Regions from separate parts of the Mus musculus genome. Here all the other regions are linked to region 1. A link is a contact called in public promoter capture Hi-C data. All regions are on one chromosome and are shown on one strand. Each heading gives the region's core, a stretch centred on a gene start, on an enhancer-like site or on the middle of the called end of the contact. The rest is flanking DNA. Distances are from core to core; before and after follow the strand shown.

Region 1 (2,967 bases), core at 225-2,724:
CCTTTACAACCATTTAGAAAAGTGAGGATAGGGAGACGGCTGGGCACTGTGGTGGCAATGTGCATAAAGGCCGGGCTTTGGGTCCCTAGCACCCCTGTAAAAGCTAGGGGTGCATGTCTGTAATTCTAGTACTGGGGAGGTGGGAGTGGTGGATCTCTGTATATCACTGGTCAGCCAGTCTAGCTGAAGGCCATAAATTCCAGGTTTAGTAAGATTTCCCAACTCAAAAAGTGTGGTGGAGAGTGACTGAGAAAGACACTGGACATTAACCTCTGGTTTCAATGCAAATCACACACACACACACACACACACACACACACACACACGCTCACCATACCTACACACACACATGCATATATATATACACACACACACTCCCCATACATACACACACACTCCCCATATATTCACATACACATATGTACACACACACACATGAATGCACACACATATGCTCACTACACATGCACGCACCCATGTATGCACGCACACATACACACATGCACACCCAGGAGCACTAGAGTCACTGGATGGTCTAAAGCTCACTAAGGTCAAGGTCAAGTGGGTCAAGCCTAGCTGTTTTTTTGGGAATGTCAACACTGGGAAGTTGCCTAGGAGATGATGAACCCGGCATGAAGGCACCGCTGAAAACCTCAGCTGGGGACTGGCCACAAGGTTGCTGCTGAAGCTCTGGAGTGGGCGAGGTGTTTGGCATTTGCTCAGAAAGGAAGGTATGCTAGAGCTAGAAAGCTCCCATCCAGCAATGGCTCGGCTGCACCCTCTGAGGACAGCCACGCCATCGGGCAAGAGAAGCTGCGCAGGGTTACAGGTTACAGGTTACAGGTTACAGGTTACAGGTTCAGTTGTTAGCTTCAGGTTACAGGAGGAACAGTGAAAGGTAAGTTCCCTTTCAACACGGCCTGCCTCCCTGCCTGCCTTTAAGAAGACACCAAAACCCTTCCACACCTATGATCCTGTCAGAGAAATTGCAAGGATCACAGCACTGGGGGCGGGGGAGCATGTCATGACTTCTTCCTGCTCCCTGAGCACACCCCTGCCCTCTCAAAGCCCTCCTGGAGTATCTCTGGCTGTTCCTGATAAAACGGTTGTTTCTTTTCACTAGCTGCATTAGACAGTCATGCTCTTGCAAAGGCCACTAAAGGGACTGTTTAGCCAGGCACCCTGCTAGAATACTGGCTCCCTTCTGACCAGTGAATGTGACATGGTCAGCCGACCAAAGAAAGGGTCACCCCAAAGCCTGGACACCCCAGAGAGAACCAGAGGTGCCACTTCTTAACCGTGTTCTGCCTTTAGCTTCTCACCTCACTGTGGGCTTACTGTGGGTGAGCGAGCAGAAGATGGCAGAAACCCATCTTAGCAATTCACTTCTGTTTTAAAAACCCCAGGCGACAGGGACTGGTGTGTGAACTTTGCTGTTTAAAGAAACTTGCTTTTGTTTGTTTGTGTGTACACATGTGTGTGTAGAGATCAAAGGTCAATGTAGAGTGTCCTTTCTCTCTCTCTCTTTCTCTCTCTCTCTCTCCCTCCCTCCCTCTCCCCCTCTTTCTTTCTTTCCTTTTGAGACAGGGACTTTCACTGAACCTAGAGTTTACCAATTCAGTAAGTCTAGCTGGTTAGCAGACACAGAAACCCTTCTGTCCTTATTTCCCCCACCACTGTGATTATGGGCACAGGATACCTAGGTGACTTTTTACATGTGTGTGGGGCTGGTGTGAGGGTGGAGATATGAACTCAGGGCCTTATGCTTGCCTAACAACAATTTTATTGATAGTATTGTCTTCTCAGTTCTCTATCTATCTATCTATCTATCTATCTATCTATCTATCTATCTATTTATCTATCTATCTGTGTGTGCGTGTATGTATCACTATATGATTCAGGCTATTCACAAGCATGATTCCCCTGCCTCATCTTCTTTGAGTGCTGGGATTAAGGTCTGGCTTGTTTAAAGGAACTTTCCATAATTTAATAACACTGTTTTACCCCGGCATATACTTATATGACCCCAGTTACTTTTTATATACTGGGTCTGTGATAGCAGAACTCATTTATGGGGGGCCCCTGAGAAACCCGAGTGAAGGCCCCCATGTGTTTTAGCCAGGTTGGGGCTTCTGAAGGAGGGATGTTCCAAGAAAGATCCTGGGCCTGGGTCAGGCTGGCATCCTGGATCTCACCACTTGCAGGCAGAAGGGTCTGGATGCCCTCCAGCTTGAGCGCACAGTAACTCTTGGTGGCCAACTGCCCCACTTACTTGCTTAGGATTAGAGGACAGAACTGTCAAGCACAGCGGGAAAGGCTGTGCACAGTACAGCACTGCCACCCATCAGCCAGGCCAAGAGCACCCTGGGAACCACGTGGGCAATGTGGCAGAGCCTGTGGTGTTTCCCGAGGGCCTTCATTGTTGTTTCTAACTCGTCACTCGTGAGCCAGACTGCAGTTGTAAGCCCACTCTTCACTGGCCTTTGGGAATGGGCTTTCTTGGTTCTGTTGCTGACCTAGAGTCACCAAGTAATGGAGGGAGCGTCTCTCTAAAGCTTCCTCGACATCTTATCGGATGCCCTCCTTCTCTCATGTGCATCTACACAGGCTCCCGTCAAGAACACTCCATCTTTGTTCTCTAAGTTTCCCCTTCTCTGTGGCCATGTGGGCCAATTCTGCCCTCTCGTGGCCTGCCCTTGTTGAGCGGTGGCTCAGATTTTCCAGGGATTCTTGTCTTTCTGCAGAATGATCGGGCCACTCCCTGAACCCACAGACCCTCGGGGAAGGGTTTCAGCTCCAGAGAACTTCTGATGGCAATCCAAGCCTGTGGGTTTGTGGAGGTCTGTGAGGAGGAGACACAGAGGCTGCCACTGGGAGCACCTGGGGGCTGGACCAACAGGCCGAAGTGGATTGAAGGGCATTGACATGAGGGCCACCAGTGGGAAGCAGTCAGTGGCTGCCCCAGGA
Region 2 (2,967 bases), core at 221-2,720, 710 kb after region 1:
TTCAAGCAGAGCCCTGGGCACCAGGACAGCGAGAGACTGAGAACTGAACTGCCCCAACATGACTCTTCTTTTCTTCTTTTCTCTCTTTCTTTTTTTTTTTCCCATGGTATGGGGAACCAAACACCATCACTCAACAGATACTAGGCCAATACTCTCTCACTGAAGTGAAACTATAGGCTTCTCACCTTGGCACGGCAAGGCACAGGGCGACTGCCCGACAAGGAGGATTCCTCCCTTTGCTGAAATACAAGGACAATGTCCAAAACTGCAGTACCGATTTTGTTTCTGGGTAGTCTGGCTCACTGCTGAGCTGCTAGTGGGTCTGGAAACTAGAGTGCCCTTTCCCAGCTCCTGGGTGAGCAGTATGACCCAGACCAACAGGGGCCACTCAGACACTGCACCTAACATGCTCAACATGTCTCTGCACACGAACATTTCGTACAACATTTTAGAAGTGGGATTACAAGCTAAGGGGTATAGGTGGCTTTCACACCAATCACTGCTGGTAGATAGCTTAGTGGTTAGAGAGGCCTAGACTCTGGGCTCCAGAGCCTGAACTTGACTTTATGCAGCAAGGGCTTCCATGTGCTAGGCCATCTTACAGCCCCTTGTTTGTTTGTTTGTTTTGTCATTGCTGCTGCCATCTTTTTTTCTTATTGTTTTTTGATGTGATGTAGCATGCAATCCCAGCTGGCCTCAAACTTCCATAGCTTCCAAAAGCCTTAATCACAAAACTCCCAATCTTCCTGCCTCTACCTCCCCTCTACGGGTATCACCAGTACCACACCCAGTGTATGAGTTCCTGGCAGTCATACAGCCTAGGGTTCATTACCCCACCACAGCCCTTCCCCAACTGAGCTATATCCCCATCCCCAAGGACAACTCTGGCTGGAAGAAGTGGGAATGCATGCAGGAGGCCCTGAGTTTGGACCCCGAGCGCCCATGTAGAGAGCTGGGCAGGGTCGTGGCACTTGTAATCCTAGAATCGGGCAGCAGAAACAAGAGGGCTCCTGGAGCTCACTAGCCAGACAGGAGAGAGCATGGTAAGTTCCAGGCTCAGCAGGAGACCCAGACTTGAAAAATAAGATGTGTGCACTAGGCAGAGATGCTGACATCTCTCTCTGGCTGCCATACCTATGCGTGCTGGAACTAGTGCTGCCAGGGGCATGTGCGCAAACACGTGTACACAATAAACAAACAAGAACGCCTTCCTTGCCTTTCTCTTAGAATGAATATGTGACAGCTGGAGTTATGGCAGCCTTCTGGAACAGTGTCAATGAACGCCATACCTTAGAGATGGTGAAATGGAAAGGTATATAGAGAGCCAAATGCCTAATGTATCCATGGGACATCATAGAAATTCCACCTACTTGCTATCAATGAGAAATGTGAGGGCTGGCAGCATGCTGGCTGGAGGGAGTGTCACAGGTGACAAGAGACCAGGAGGAGGCTGCCCACACTAGTCCCGCCTCCCCTTGGCTCCCTTCCCCGCTCTCTGAGAACCAGCAGACAATGGGCAAATGTCACCATGACTTCCTGCTCGCTTGGGTTTTCTCTTTTAGGCAGACACTCTTAACTTGTAACTGGTATATATTAAGTGGCACCTTACGTGAACACCATAGAAATAAGTCTGGGGCCCCCTCTTCTGTGTGTGCAGCGCCTTATTTTCCCAACGCAACCCCGCCCCAAAGACATGTCCACCCTGCCCCATCTCTGGCGTCTAATCGGTATCCTGGGTCACAGTGGAAACTCAGCAGGTGTCTGTCAAACGACAAACTTGGCGTGACACAAAAGAAATGGCCATGCTTTGCGGGGTGTTATCAGGAGCATGAGGGGAAAAGAAAACTATTTTTCTTGCCCTAGGAAACCTGCCAGATGTTCTGTTTGCTTTAATTAACTCCTTGGCACTCCCTCCTGGCGCGATGGCCATTATTTGAATCGGAGCAGTTGTGTCTTCTCAGCTTTCAGGAGGTATCTGCTGAGTAATGAGCTGGAAGAAAAGTCAGAGAATCCCCAGCGAGGGTACCATGTACATGGGCAAGCTTAGAGTGAGGGGTGGGCCCCCTAGGGCCTTGTGCATGCTCGCAAGTATTCTACTACCAAACCACGCTTCCTACCTATGCTCCTTATCTTTTCCTTGTTGTTTGTTTTGCGTTTGTGTGAGAGGGTCTCGTTGGGTAGCCTAAATTAGCATGGAACTCATGGTAATCCTCCGGCCTCAGTTTCCCAAGTGCTGGACTGATAAGCATGTGCCACCTCACTAGGCTATCATCCTCCCCTCCCCCCCTTTCAAATTGGGAACCACTGTATCCCATAATAAGTGATAGCACATACTTAAACAGCACAGGGTCTGCCTTGGTCGCAGGGATGGTTGTCGGTCAACGCCATAACAATAACTTCCGTTTCCAACATGAGACGGATCCTATTTGTCTTTTACAGAGAGAGGAACCCAGCTCTTCTCTTTGACCCAATGTGAGTTACCTAAGAGTCCCTGGCAGTGTTAGGTCGCCTGGGCCTCTGCTTCTCAGCTCAGCTCAGCTCAGCAGCCTCCCCTTTGTTGGCCAACTTTCAGACCACAAACAGCAGCAGGGAAGAGACTAAAGGGAAGCCAGGAATAGCTTCTGCAAGGAGTGCCAGCACCAGCCATGCAGGCAGCCATCCTCTGGGCCTCTTCTCACCTGTGGCAGGCCACCCCCTGCTCTTCTTCATGCTTCCATGAAGGCATGCTGCCAGTCCCGCACACCCTTTTGTGATGGCAAAAGGCTTGCAGGGCATACAAGGCCTGTGTCTCCTCACGTTGGACACACAGGCCACCCTGTGTGCATTATCAAAAGTACTATCTGCATTGCATACACTAGCAAGATTTTATTGAAAGGACCCAGATGTAGCTGTCTCTTGTGAGACTATGCCGGGGCCTAGCAAACACAGAAGTGGATGCTCACAGTCAGCTAATGGATGGATCATAGG
Region 3 (2,967 bases), core at 165-2,664, 670 kb after region 1:
GTAAGTTTCAAAATAAAGAAATTGGTTTGACTTTAAACTTAATGTTTGTAAACTCACTGGAGCCACCACAAATGGTCCCTGGGACTTAACGTTTCTCAGAACTCTATGAAATCACTGAACTTATCTTCCTAAGTCTGATTCTGGCATTAGAATTAGGCTTTCTGTACAGCCTGCTTCCGAGGATTAGTGAACGGATTCTACAATTCAGATGTCCTAATTTGAACTGATATGCTAACTTCATAAAATGACAGGCAAGCATGTGGTGGCCATTACCTCGTCCCTCTCAAATGACTGGAGCCTCTCTCATATGCTAACCAACTGGACAGAGAAGTTTCATCAGGGCTAGAATTGATTACTCAGTAATCTATAGATGCTACTGTTCCAGCTAGGGGAGAGATCTCCTGACATCTCCTGGGTAGAGAACCATGGATGCTACTCAACATGCGTCTGAGCACGGCACAGCCCTACAACAGTCAACCTGCCCAAATATCAGCTTTGCCGAGTCTGTCTGTAAACTTGGAAAACACATCACGTCAGTCTACAAGCTTGACAGTCAATCTTTGAAGACAGACTAAGACAATGAATGTTGCCTTCAGGTGATTCTGAAAAAAACAGTCATTGGTTTCCTCGGCTAGGGTAGAGGAGGTACACCTCTATCTCTGCCTTTCTTGAAATCCAAGGTAGGTCCCTGGGTCTGGGGCGTAAATGCATCCTCGGAGAATGGACGGGGCCTGGTATTCTGGACTGGGTCCCCTCTGTCCAGCCTCTCCCCACAGTTAGCTACTACATAATGTCATTCCTGATGTTTGGTTCTCCTTTGTTTAACTGATAGATGATGAGTTTGAGGAAGTGGCCAGGCCAGTGGGAAGTGGCAACCTCGGCTGCCTCCTTGACATGGGAGTCCCCAAGCACAGCAGAAGCTGGGGTGTGGTCACCTCACAAGCCGTCTTCCCTAACTTCGGCGTCACTGTCCCCATCTAAGATACAAGCCTCCCTCAGGATTTCCTTTTAAAGACAAGGAAGCCCGACATAAGGGATCCACGATGTACCATGGGCTTCATGGACATACGCTGAGTCTGGAAATATATTCCAAGATGAACTGAATGGCAGCTTTCCTGATGCCAACAAAACGCCCTGAAATGCCAGTGCATCTGTGCTCAGGCACATTTGCCCAGTTGTAGGCAAGCATGGGACAGAGATGAACAACTGTCCTGTGATTGGGAGGGAGAGGATAAAACATTGTTGTCTGAGAGTCACTCCCTCACTCCCAGGGCCAGCAATCCCTGCCACTCAGTGTAAGACAGACCACTTACAGACCTGCACTCTGTGGGAAGAACCCATGAGGGGCAGTATTCTCCTCCTCCTTCCCAGCAGTCACGTGACGCTGGGGTGTGCCAGCCTGTCCCGAGACAAACACAGTCTCTCTGGGCAGGTCCATTCCAGCCAGGCTGTCCCGATGGCACCCGCACTGACCTTTGAAAGGGAGAGACAGTTCTTGCCAAGGATTCTAGTATTGCTGGCTGCCTTTCAACAGAAGGTAAAAGACAAGCATGGAAAGTTGAGCAAGAATTGAAGGATTTCATAGTCACTTCAGACATTCAAAACTGCCACAGTGGCTTAAGACAGAGGTTCAGCTCAGGCCCAGTACTAGGAACACAAAATAAAAAACCCCAGACCTCTGGATACAGCTGGGAGGGAATGCCCAGGGTGCTGGGGATGAGATTCGCCGTAGGAGTGCGGAAGACAGAAACATCAGGCCTTACTGACACTGGTCCCAGCATCCTTCCACACACAGGCCTTCCTTTCCCAACTCACCTCCTCTTCGTCCCCTAACCACTCAGGTTTTTCTGACAAGATTCAACTCCAGAGAATGTACTAGACTGTTTCTATGGAAACTGTACTTGTAGAAAAACCCTAGAAGAGAAGCCAAGTTTGGGGGTGGGGTGGGGCACGCCGGAGCTTTTTCAGAAGACAATGAAGAGCCATGATACAGGAAAGGGAAACTGGAGAGATGTCACCGAAGAGGAGGAGCCAAGATCCACAGGAGAGAAAACAGCATGTCACTGAAGACTGAGTCCCCAGAGATCCCAAAAGTTAGTGAGCAATATGACTCAGGTCCGGCGGCACCTACCAGGGGTGTCAAGACATCAGAAGGGAAGGGAAAAAGAGGTGTTCTCCCAACTAGAGTCTATTTCTGGCCCAGTGACAAAACCAACCAAACGAAGATAACCCAAAGTGACAAGCCAAACACGAGGTGGTAACCTAGAGCAAATGACACCCAAGTCCACAGGAGAGCAAGGGCGCTTATGGAGCATTGTGAGGCTCTGTGTTCCAGTCCCAGGACTGCAAAAGATATAATAAAGCAATGAGGCAACAATAATAACAGTGTACATTGCTAAGGGAGTTGTCTGCTCAGCTGGCACTTGGAATTGTCACTTGTTGCCAGCTCTGTGAGGCTCAGCCTCATTCTGTAGCAGAAAAAAAAAAAAAAAAATTCCTGATTGCTTAGGAGCAAAGGCCAGAGGGACCTGAGTTACAGGTGTGGGAGTCTAGAAACTGAGAGGCGAAGGATCAGTGGTTATCTGTTGACCCAAATGCCCACACCTCCAGCCACGCGTCCACTGCCATGTTCACATGGAAAAGACACTGACACTTGGGGCAGGGACTATTGCTTCAGGCACACCTTGGTGCTGTTCACACAAATTCGATTCCAAGAATGCCAGAGAGATTCCACGAGGGGCCTGACAGGCTCATGATCCACTGTCCCTATGCCTGGAAGGTATTCATTGAGAGCAAGCTGGAGCCTTGTATTTTCACATGGTTCTTGCCCTTCCACATACAGGACGGAGCTTCTGGAGCCAAGAAAGCCTTTTTTTACTGGGCCACAACCACGTAGGGGAGGGAGAGATGAGGACGTTAGTGTATGTTTCCATAACTAAGGGTATAGGTTCTTTCCCACCTCAGGAC
Region 4 (2,967 bases), core at 204-2,703, 520 kb after region 1:
ACAACCTAGCCATGTGCAATGTAACCATTTACAACATAGCCATGTACAATGTAACCATTTACAACATGGCCATGTACAATGTAACCATTTACAACCTAGCCAGGTGACACTGCCTTCATTTACATGCCATTTACACTACATTAGGTTTGAAGTGGTCCAGGGATTTAAAGCACACAGGAGGAAGTGTGCGCTATAAGCACATATTCTGCCATTTACAGAGGGAACACAGCAGTCGAGGCTTAGGTGTTCATGGTGGCAGCAAGGGTCTGGAGTCAATATCCACAGAAGACTGAGAGATATCCTTGAAGATGGAGCCACTTACCAAAGGCAAATGCTACAAGTGGAAACCTGAATGTCTCCCAAACTGGTGTGTGTTACAAGTGTATCCCTCTGAGCCAGAAGTCCTTGGCCTCCATAAGGTTCATAAAGAAACCCTTTAATAAGTTCCTAGTGTTACAGAGACCGCCCCCCAACCATGAAGTTATTGCTATATCACACCTGTAATTTTCTCTTACGAATCATAATATAAATACCTGATATACAGGCTATTTGATGTGTGACCCTGTGGAAGTGCCGAGAATCACTGTCCTAACCTAACCCTGTAAGGTGCAGAGCCTTTAAGAAGCAGGATATAGAGGAAGAATGTTAGGTTATTGGGTCAATTCCTTGAAGAGCATTTGAGGACTGAACCAACCCATCCTCTTCCTGTTTATTATTCTCAGTCATCATGAGGTAAACAGCTGCCTCTGCTATAAACGCATACCATGATGCTCTCCTCAACCAGGCCCAAAAGCAATGTTAGCCCTAACCCTAAGCCTAACCCTAACCCTAAGCCTAACCCTAAGCCTAACCCTAACCAACCATGGACCAAATGCTCCAAGACTGTGAGCCAAATTAACCTTTCCCCTTTTTATGTTGAGTTACCTCTAGTATTTGCTACAGTCAAAGAAGTATCTAAGATAGTAGATAACTCTAGGCATGGACAGATGGGATTATATAATTCTTCCCACTATTGATACAGAAATTTCCCTATTAAAAACATACATATTAAATCCTCACTATCAAAATTAAATGGCAATCTCTCAGAGTTCTAGCACACATGTGAGGTGGATACACATTTTGGGTGATTCTGATAAGTAATTGCTCCAGGGCAGATAAGCAAGCATCGGCTTCATGTTATTAGGAAAAGCCGGGATTTAGTAATAACGCTAGCCCTCTACTTACTAAAGTGCTTATAGAGAACAAAAGGCCTCTGATAAGGGATCTGCACTGAGGGATTTGGTCTCCTGGAGCCCAACAGCAGGGAGAAAGGCTGTGGGTCTCTCCACAGGCAGCCCGGTCCATATCTGATCTCCATGGTAAGTGGAGGAAGCCAAGTGCTAGCTAGACCTGTGTGTACACAGAAAGCTACACTCTATGCCGTGACTTCAAGTTCAGCCAAAACACACAAACATGGAAAGAACCAGGAAGATTCTGAGAGCTATGCAAATGACATGCCCAACTTCCAGAAAGCTTGCTCGGTTCTATAACTCATTACTGCGAGAGCAAGCACATGAACAGTGGGGCTGAGTTCTCCCAACGTAAGGGAGTAGGCTTGTGAGCACAGAGCTCAGAGCTTTCCCCCGTAGCTGCTTCCTCTGTCTCATGCTTAAACCGCGACCCAGTAAAACACTTCAGAATCACACGCATCACAAACTCTGATATCTAAGGCGAAAATCTCAAAGCAATGGAAGATTCACTACAGAGCCAACTTCCCATCTGCAGTGTCTTCTTACTCTGTTTTGCATTATCTGACTCCCAGAGGCTGTCTACCACCTTCCTTCACCCTTGGTCTGGTTCTCACAAGACCTGATTCTGCTGACCTGAGGAGGTTCAGCAAAACTTTTCCCATCAGACTCTTATCATGCCCTGCTCGACTGCAGATGCCACACACATTCGCATCTGAAATGCTCCTTCCTTCCTTCCTTCAAGACACTCACCAGTGACCACAAGCTCCCTAGTCTACATTTGCCATGAACAATATCATCGGTGTCTGCAGGAGATCGATACAAATGAGACATGATCTACAATGAACACTTTACAATTGCTCTAATTTCCAATCATGGTCACAGGCCCCTCTAGGGAGCCCATGAGATGGCTCATAGCCCAGACAGATTCCTGGGAGACTCCTCTTGTCCACAAGGTCAGGGTCACCATGCTTTGGGTTCTCTTTAAGGGGCAGGTGCCACATGTACTTCAAGAGGCTTTCTTTCATGACTGTACCAGAGACTTCTGACAGAGGCGGTGTCAAAGGTTCCCTTACAAGTGAAGGACACCTTCTCCCCATAGAACCACCCACTTGTTCTTCTGAGGAAACACTTCCCATCGCTAGGAAACTCTTCTTCTGCATTCTTTAGGCAGTGGCGCTTTTCTGTGGTCAAGCAAGTTTGACTTTGCCAGCTAGAAGCTGACAGCAAGCACTGGCATCCGCGCAATAAGACAAAGTTTGAATGTATGATTTCGCTTCGTAACAGCCAGAGAGACCGGGGTTCTTCAGAACGTCCCTCTGGATATGATCACTCGCTCTAACACTTGCAGAGAGGTAAGCGGAAGCCAAAGAACGGACCTCTGGCCTTTGGCTGCCCATTGGTGGCACTGTCCACACAGGTCAGAAAAAGGTTCACAATCATTTGGCAATGTAGCTTGCTTCAATTCTGGCCTCCTCTGCCAACCCTGGACACAAGGGTCTGCTTGTTTCTCTTGATCTGACACACAAGGGATGGCCCTGGCTTGTCCTACACTCTACCATCTTTCTGTATGCACATTGCCCCTGAAAAGGACGGAAAACCAGATTCCCACCCCTCAGAGCCCGTGTAGCCAGACTTCTGGAGATGATGTTGGTCTGGCCAATAAGACTAATGTTTGCAAAATTCAGGAAAAAAATGAAAGAGTTTGTACTTCAGCGGCAGCTGCTATTTGCCCCTTGAG

The links. Promoter capture Hi-C pulls out the DNA fragments that hold promoters and counts their contacts.
Region 2: a promoter capture Hi-C map of liver shows a contact between it and region 1, with 6 times the contacts expected there. The contact joins two enhancer-like sites. A contact is called at or near these places in 3 of 39 promoter capture datasets (hippocampal neurons, liver and pre-B cells), 1 of 15 datasets of contacts at CTCF or cohesin (the NIH/3T3 cell line), 2 of 115 datasets of contacts at active chromatin or transcription factors (embryonic stem cells and pancreatic cancer cells) and 2 of 9 other capture datasets (adipose tissue and liver).
Region 3: a promoter capture Hi-C map of liver shows a contact between it and region 1, with 6 times the contacts expected there. The contact joins two enhancer-like sites. A contact is called at or near these places in 10 of 39 promoter capture datasets (the 3T3-L1 cell line, the C10 cell line, the HPC-7 cell line and 6 more), 1 of 115 datasets of contacts at active chromatin or transcription factors (bone marrow-derived macrophages) and 1 of 9 other capture datasets (adipose tissue).
Region 4: a contact with region 1 is called in a promoter capture Hi-C map of liver, with 4 times the contacts expected there. The contact joins two enhancer-like sites. A contact is called at or near these places in 4 of 39 promoter capture datasets (embryonic stem cells, liver and stem cell-derived epiblast-like cells) and 1 of 9 other capture datasets (embryonic stem cells).

The regions. Positions count from the first base shown.
Region 1 is chr17:86,909,653-86,912,619 of GRCm38.p6, reverse strand. No RefSeq gene overlaps it. Among named protein-coding and RNA genes, the nearest start is that of Tmem247, 6.2 kb to the left of the region's middle. Within about 2 kb of position 1,474, at least 20 of the 459 cell types and tissues checked have an H3K27ac peak or open chromatin away from gene starts, as enhancers often do. A contact at or near this core is called in liver, where this site is marked.
Region 2 is chr17:86,202,769-86,205,735 of GRCm38.p6, reverse strand. The region is part of intron 1 of Prkce (protein kinase C, epsilon); the gene reads right to left. Among named protein-coding and RNA genes, the nearest start is that of Prkce, 36 kb to the right of the region's middle. Within about 2 kb of position 1,470, at least 25 of the 459 cell types and tissues checked have an H3K27ac peak or open chromatin away from gene starts, as enhancers often do. A contact at or near this core is called in liver, where this site is marked.
Region 3 is chr17:86,235,483-86,238,449 of GRCm38.p6, reverse strand. The region is part of intron 1 of Prkce (protein kinase C, epsilon); the gene reads right to left. Gm52296 (a long non-coding RNA gene) reads left to right here. Exons shown (of 2, transcript XR_003952295.1): 1 at 1-2,967. Among named protein-coding and RNA genes, the nearest start is that of Gm52296, 6.3 kb to the left of the region's middle. Within about 2 kb of position 1,414, at least 67 of the 459 cell types and tissues checked have an H3K27ac peak or open chromatin away from gene starts, as enhancers often do. A contact at or near this core is called in liver, where this site is marked.
Region 4 is chr17:86,393,062-86,396,028 of GRCm38.p6, reverse strand. The region is part of intron 2 of Prkce (protein kinase C, epsilon); the gene reads right to left. Among named protein-coding and RNA genes, the nearest start is that of Gm30284, 50 kb to the left of the region's middle. Within about 2 kb of position 1,453, at least 11 of the 459 cell types and tissues checked have an H3K27ac peak or open chromatin away from gene starts, as enhancers often do. A contact at or near this core is called in liver, where this site is marked.